Regions from separate parts of the Ovis aries genome. Here region 1 is linked to region 2. Evidence: chromatin contacts called from public Hi-C data. All regions are on one chromosome and are shown on one strand. The core of a region is the stretch at or near the end of the contact, and the rest is flanking DNA. Distances in the headings are between cores, read along the strand shown. Region 1 holds the start of ACSS1 (acyl-CoA synthetase short chain family member 1). Region 2 has its middle 37 kb from the start of CST7.

Evidence for each region. Hi-C and Micro-C count contacts between places; a contact is called where the count stands out from the background.
Region 1: a contact with region 2 is called in a Hi-C map of tail adipose tissue, with 12 times the contacts expected there. The contact joins the promoter of ACSS1 here to the enhancer-like site in region 2. A contact is called at or near these places in 13 of 16 Hi-C or Micro-C datasets (blood, hypothalamus, liver and 6 more).

The regions. Positions count from the first base shown.
Region 1 is chr13:42,228,451-42,231,920 of ARS-UI_Ramb_v3.0, reverse strand. ACSS1 (acyl-CoA synthetase short chain family member 1) reads left to right here and starts at 1,841. Exons shown (of 13, transcript XM_042229650.1): 1 at 1,841-2,165. The coding sequence starts at 1,874.
Region 2 is chr13:42,104,078-42,107,364 of ARS-UI_Ramb_v3.0, reverse strand. No RefSeq gene overlaps it. Among named protein-coding and RNA genes, the nearest start is that of CST7, 37 kb to the left of the region's middle. Within about 2 kb of position 1,979, at least 6 of the 54 cell types and tissues checked have an H3K27ac peak or open chromatin away from gene starts, as enhancers often do. A contact at or near this core is called in tail adipose tissue, where this site is marked.

The sequences.
Region 1 (3,470 bases), core at 592-3,091, 120 kb before region 2:
GTGGACTTGAGTTTGGTAACATTCTCTGCAGGGGTCTCTAGGGCCTGCTTCTGTGGCCTCTCAGGGCCTGGGCTGGGATAGTCGGAGCAGCATTGCTTATCCACTTGTGGGGAACAGATCCTTCCTCTTGAGGGGGAGCCTCTCATCTATAGAGCAAATGCCTGGGAGTTTTCACCCACTGCTCCAGCATCTGTAGTCATCTTTGGGACCCCCGGCCACACTTACGGTCTTTCTGTATTTCAGTTTTATTATTTATTCTATTAAAAATGGTGATTCGGGGAATTTCCTGGCAGTCCAGTGGTTAGGAATCTGTGCTCTCACTGCATAGGGCCCAGGTTCAATCCCTGATTGGGGAACTAAAATCCTGCATGCTGTGTGGTGAGGCTTAAAAAAAGAAAAAAGTGATTCAGGCCAAGTGGTGAAGCAGAAATTGAGGCGGGAGTGGGGTTGCTGCCCAGCACGTGTTTATTTCTTAGGGCTCAGCGTCCTCATATGTTCCACTTGGGAGCTGAGAGTGGGCATGACTTGATAGCACCAGATAACTTTTAAATTAAGTAGAAAAATGCAGGTCAAGCACTTGGCACAGAGCAGCGCCCATGTGTAAGTGCTAACTGTTCTCATTGGACCCCAGCACCCGCAGCCTTAAAAAGCAGGCACCATGTGCAAGCAGGCAAGTGCACGCAGGCGCACAGGAGAGGGGGCACACACACACACACACACACACACACACTGGGGCTGACAGCAGAAGTTCCTCTTACAGCTAATGGGCTGGAACTCAACCAACCAACTTTCAAAATTCCCCTCTCCCTTCTGTTTATCTTATTTATTATGTGTTTAGTTTGTGGGTGTTGTGATATTCGAGTCTGGCTGAGGCAAGTTTCTGTGGGTTCCCTTCTATCTTTCCTGGCTTGATAACTGGGACATAGCCTCCATTCCCGGGCTTCCTGGGTACAGCTGGGGGAGAGAGATATCATGCGTTTCCCCCTCCCCAGGGCTGCATAAGAATAAATGAGTTGGTGTCTGAAACTTGCAGTCTGGGAGGGACACCCAGGGAGCTCAGTAGCCGGGGTGGTGTAGGCACAGAGACCTTTAAGGAACTCACCCGAGGTCAGAGAGCTAGAAACGTCAGGTTTTGAACCCAGGACACAGAAGCTGTAGCAGCAGGCCGAAACCCCCGGGCGTTTGCTTCGTTGCCACAGGAATGCGGTGGACCCTAGACCACCTCCCTGGGTACCCCCACGGCCTCTTGGGTAGAGGACCCCACTTAGTCCACGGAGCAGGGGTGCTGCTTGTGTGTGTATATTTTGGCCGGGGTCCGGTGCAGGCAGACCTGCGTGTTCCTTTTCCAGGGCGCACGAAGAGACGAACGCCTTCGGCCTCTGAGATGCTGAATGGACCTAACTGGTGGTTCGCTGGCTCCGTGATCGCTCCCGCACTCGGAAGAGCCTGCGTCCCCGGGTTCCCCATCTTTGCGGTTCCCCGCGCCGCGTAGCCGTCGGAGCTGGAGGACGCACCGGTTCAAGCGCCGGCAGCCCGCCCCGGGACCCCGTACCCTGCGCTCCGGGAGGCCCCCCTTCCCCAGCTGCTCCCCCTCCTTTGGCGCTCAGCTCTGGAGCGCAAGCTGAGGGATTGGGAGGGGCGGGGCGGGGGCGGTGCCTGAGGGCGGGCCCGGGGCGCTGGCCGGAGGGGCGGGGCGGGGGCGGAGCCAGGGAGGGGCGCGAGCGCGCGAGGACTGGGAGAGGGAGCGGGATTGGGCGAGGGCCGGGGCGTTGGCAGGAGGGCGGGGCCTGGGGCGGGGCGGGGCCGGGGCGGGGCGCGGGCACGCGGGCGCCCGGTTGCCACAGGGCTCTGAGGCGCGGGACTCTGAGGCGCGATGGCGGCGCGCTGCTTGGGCCGCGGCGTCGGGCGGCTACTGGGGGGCCTCCGCGGGGTGGGGGTGCGGGCGCTGGCGGCCCCGCGGCTCTGGAGCAGCGCCTCCGCCCCCGCAGCGCCGCCCGGCTCCTACCAAGAGCGAATCAAGCTGGCAGCTCGCGAGCCCGCCGCCTTCTGGGGGCCGCTGGCGCGGGACGCTCTCGTGTGGGACACCCCCTACCACACGGTGAGCGACTGCGACTTCCGCAGCGGCAGGATCAGCTGGTTCCTGGGAGGCCAGTTAAACGTGTCTGGTGAGTGGGCCTGGGGACCGGGGCGCCCCAGCTCGCGCGCCCAGGGGACCCCGAGCCCGGCGTGCGGCGGCTCCACACGCTCCCTCCTCGGCGCTCCGGCATCGCTCCCCGGCAAGCGACGCGGCCACCCCCCCCCCCCCCCCCCGCCGGCCCGGCCCCGACTCCTCGGTCGTGGCTCGCGCTCCCCGGCGCCCCCCCCCCCCGCCCCGAGTCTAACGGTGGCCCCCACCGGCCCTAACACCGAGCGTGCCGCACGGGGGGTGGAAGGCAAGGGGCGCGCCAGGAGCAGGACTTCCCGCCCCCGGGGCCGGCCGGCGACAGAACCGAAAAGCTTCTGGCCGTTGTTACCGCCAGGTGCCGGCCGGCGACCCGCCTGGGGAGCAGCCCTGCCCATGTAAACAAACGGGGCTTCGCCGGGTGGCGGGGAGGAGGAAGCCGCCCCGGCAGCCGGAGTCAGCCCGCGGGCGGGCGGGCGGGCGGGAAGGAAGCAGCAGTGGGACCTACCCGCTCTCAGTTTCACCTTCACCCCGAAGACCCAGGGGGCCGGTCTTCCGAGGTCTCAGAAGCCAGCTCCATCGCCAGTCTGACCTCTCTGGCCCCTACTGGAGATTGAATCCCCTACGGTTCTGTCCAGACTTGGGACTGGGGTTCACACTGCCAGCCATGCCCCTGCCCGCCAGGGGCAAAAGGCCCAGCAACTAAGGGAAGAAGGAGGCAGGCTAGGCCTGGAGTGTGAGCAGCCAGATGCGGGGGCGGTCAGAGGGGCTGCCTGTCAAGGAGGAAGTGGGTAATGGGATAGATGGGAGTCTAGGGGCTGTTTAAGGAAAGGTCTTCCTGACCAAGGCCTGAACTGGGCAGTGGGGTCTAAGTGTCCAGGTTCCACTTCTTTACTGGTCCAGTTTTTCTGTTCCTCTGAGTTTCAGCATTCTCCTGTGTAGACTGCTGCTGCTAAGTTGCTTCAGTCGTGTCTGACCCTGTGAGACCCCATAGACGGCAACCCACCAGGCTCCCCCATCCCTGGGATTCTCCAGGCAAGAACACTAGAGTGGGTTGCCATTTCCTTCTCCAATGCATGAAAGTGAAAAGTGAAAGTGAAGTCGCTCAGTCGTGTCTGACTCTTAGCGACCCCATGGACTGCAGCCTACCAGGCTCCTCTGTCCATGGGATTTTCCAGGCAAGAGTACTGGAGTGGGGGCCATTGCCTTCTCTGCCTGTGTAGACTAGAGGGCACAATACCCACCTGAGGGGCTGGGTTGTGATGACCAGGCACACAGGGTATGGAACAGGCCCAGTACTTACTAGTGA
Region 2 (3,287 bases), core at 730-3,229:
TTTAAGGCAACAATTATTGCTAGAGAAAATTAAGTAATTTTATAATGAAATAGAAAATCCATCAAAATGACATAGCAATGATAACAACAGAGTCCCAGATATGTGAAGCCAAACAGGCAGATTTAAAGAAGAAATAAGCAATTCAAAATAATAGCTGGAGACTTCAGTAGCTGTACAGACATTAGCAAATAGACTTCCAACATCATGAAACAATGAATCCTCACAACTGTCTATACAACACCCTACCCAACAATCGTAGAAGACGCATCCTTTCCAAGCACATTCCCCAGAAGAGACAATTTATCAGGCCACAAAACAAGTCTTTGTGCGTTTAAAAGGAGTAAAATCATACAAAGTATGTTCTCTGATCACAATAGAATGAAATTAGGAATCGATACGAGAAGGAAATTTAAGAATTTCACAAAAATGTGGAAAATAAACAGTATACTTCTAAATAATCAATAGCTCAAAAAGAACCACAAGGAACTGGCAAATATTTTGAGTTGAATGGAAGTGAAAACACAACATACCAGAATTTATGGATACGCTGAAAGTAGTGTCAGAACGAAAATTATACCCGTAAATGCTTACTTTAAAAAAGAAATATCTGAAGTCAATAACCTCACCATTCATCTTAAGAAACTAGAATAAGCAGAGCCGGAGTAGGAAGTAAATAAAGCAGACGGAATCACATGAAATAGAGGACGGGAAAACATTAGAGAAAACGACGCACAAACCCTCAAGTCAGTTCTTTGTAAAGAAGAACAAAATTGACAATCCCCTGTAGCTGGACTGATCAAGAAAGGAAGAGAGATTCATATACTAGATCAGGAATGAAGAGGGACATTGTTACGTGCCACAGAGAGTAAAAAGGATTGTAAGGGGACACTGTGAATAACTGTGTGGCAACACATTAGGTGATTTATAGGAAATGGACACATTCCTAGAAAGACACAGACAGCCACAGCTGACTCAAGAAGAGACAGAAGATCAATAAATTTATAACTAGAGATTGGACTGGTAATAGAAATGCTTCACACACACACACAAACCCCAGAACCAGATGGCTTTCCTGGTGAATTGTTGACAAGTTCGAAGAAAAATAAACAGAGTGAGCATTCATTTTAGGCAAAGAGGGGAAAAAACACTAAGCAAGACAGGAAGTTAAGAACAATAAAAGCAGGAACTGGTGAATCTGAAAACAGAAAATGAGAAGTGAAAAATAATCTTAAGTTGAAGATACACGTGTGTGGCACTCACAAACTCTGAGTCTCCCACCCACACATATGCACACGTACATACGCTCGGTAAACTCAGCCTCAAAGGACAATTTAAGATGAGAAAGTGTTAGAAATCACAGATGCAGAAAAAACAGTCAGATTCAAATGGAAAAGGATACTTTGCTTCACTCTGTGGATTAGATGACTGATGCCAAAAGACCCAGGAAACTGAAGGGTCAGTGGACACGTGCGAAGCTGAGCGGTCCTTCAGATGACCTTCAAGAGGGGCTGTGAGGGGGGTGACCGTGTCCAGGAAACATCTCCAAGGTGCCCTGTGAGCTGCGGTAACATGGCGCACTGGTGAACGCCCACACGTGGTGTGTGCAGCCGCGCCTGTGACCTGAGTACACGGGCACGCTGGGCACCATTGTTCTCTGGGTACCCAGGGAGCAACCCTGGCATATTGAGCTGGGGCACTCACGTGTGCAGGTGGGAAGAAAGTGATTTCCACTGCACATCCTTTTGATCCAGCTGGCTGATTTTTACCACTTCTTATCATTTACTAATGCAAAAAAAAAAGCAGGGGGGGATGTTCCATGGAAAAATGCCAAAGAGGTCTCTCCATACCATTTGCTGATAAACACCCTCAGATACAAGCCTCAGGGGAGCTTGGGACGTCAGCTGAGGGTGCAGAGTGTCCTGAATGGAGTGTGGAAGTTGGTCTCCTGTAATGACCCCATGTGTCTCACTGGCCAAGTACTCTGTTGGCGTTGGTAACACTCCGGGCCTGTGGCCAAGGTCTCTTGGCCAGTAGCAGTTCTAACCCATCCCTTCACGGTGAAATGATAAAACTGGGTTGGCAGAATGGTTTCTGAAATGAGAATGGTGATGAATGCCCACAGCTGTCAGTCTTTAGCAGAAATTTGTCTTATTATACACAGAATTAAATCTATCCTCCATTAAAAGTATGACAAAAAGAATTAATTCATTTTCAATGTAATGACTTAAGCAAGCAGATCTTGCATAACAATGAGGGTTTCTGAACTTCTAATGAACTGTTTAAAGTGTTCGAGCTGAATTTGGGTCTCTGATAATAATTTCTAAGATCCAAGACTCCCCAGTTGGATGGCATTACCAATTCAATGGTCATGAACTTGGGCAAATTCCAGGAGATGGCGAGGGACAGGGAAGCTTATTGTGCTGCAGTCCATGGGGTTGCAAAGAGTCGGACACGGGGTTGCAAAGAGTCGGACACGACTTGGCAACTGAATAACGAAAAACAGCAAGACTCCCCTAAAGGGGCTGTTTGCTGAGATACTCTCCAAGGGAACTCGTCTGGAGACAATGAACTTACCAGTGAAAAAGTCAGAGACCGTGGCAGTCTGCTGTATCTGTGGCCCCATGGTGACCTTACTCCCTGTTGATCTGGAGGTTGGCCATGTGGTTGTTCAGGGTGAGGTATTAACAACTGTGAGCTTGCTAAGTGCCATTGTGTTGGGGTCTGTGTTCCTGGGACACTGCTTTGTGGAAGCCAGCTGCCATGTGCCAAGGCCAGTGGCCTGAGGCCACCTGCTGTCAGGAAGCCCAAGCTGCCCCGTGGAAGGTCACACGGAAAGAGCTCTGTGCCGTCGGCTCTCGGCTGGGTCAGCTGGTCTGGCCGAAGCCCCACAGCCCAAGTGTATGTTAGTTGGAGGGAAGGACTGCCCAGCTGAGCCCAGGTTCAAATTTTTACTGTTGCTCAAGCTGCTAAGTTTTGAAGCATCTTGTGCAGCTTAGGCAACGGCTGGGGGAGGGTGGGGGTCTGAGGTGAGATGCACCTGGAGGAAAGGGAGCAGGTGCAGGAAATAAATGTACCAAGAGTGGTAATCCTGTCATCGTAAAGTGGTCAGAACTCCGACTGCTTCACAAGGACTCTCTAGGTGACAGCATAGCCAAGGTCCATGTGACTCAAGTGTGGTCCCCACACTGCAGCGCTGACGTGCTCTGGGAGCTTGTTCATTTCTTAGAAAACCTCAAACCTGGGACCCTGCCCCAGAAACCTAGCTCTCCACATAATGTCTAGGCACT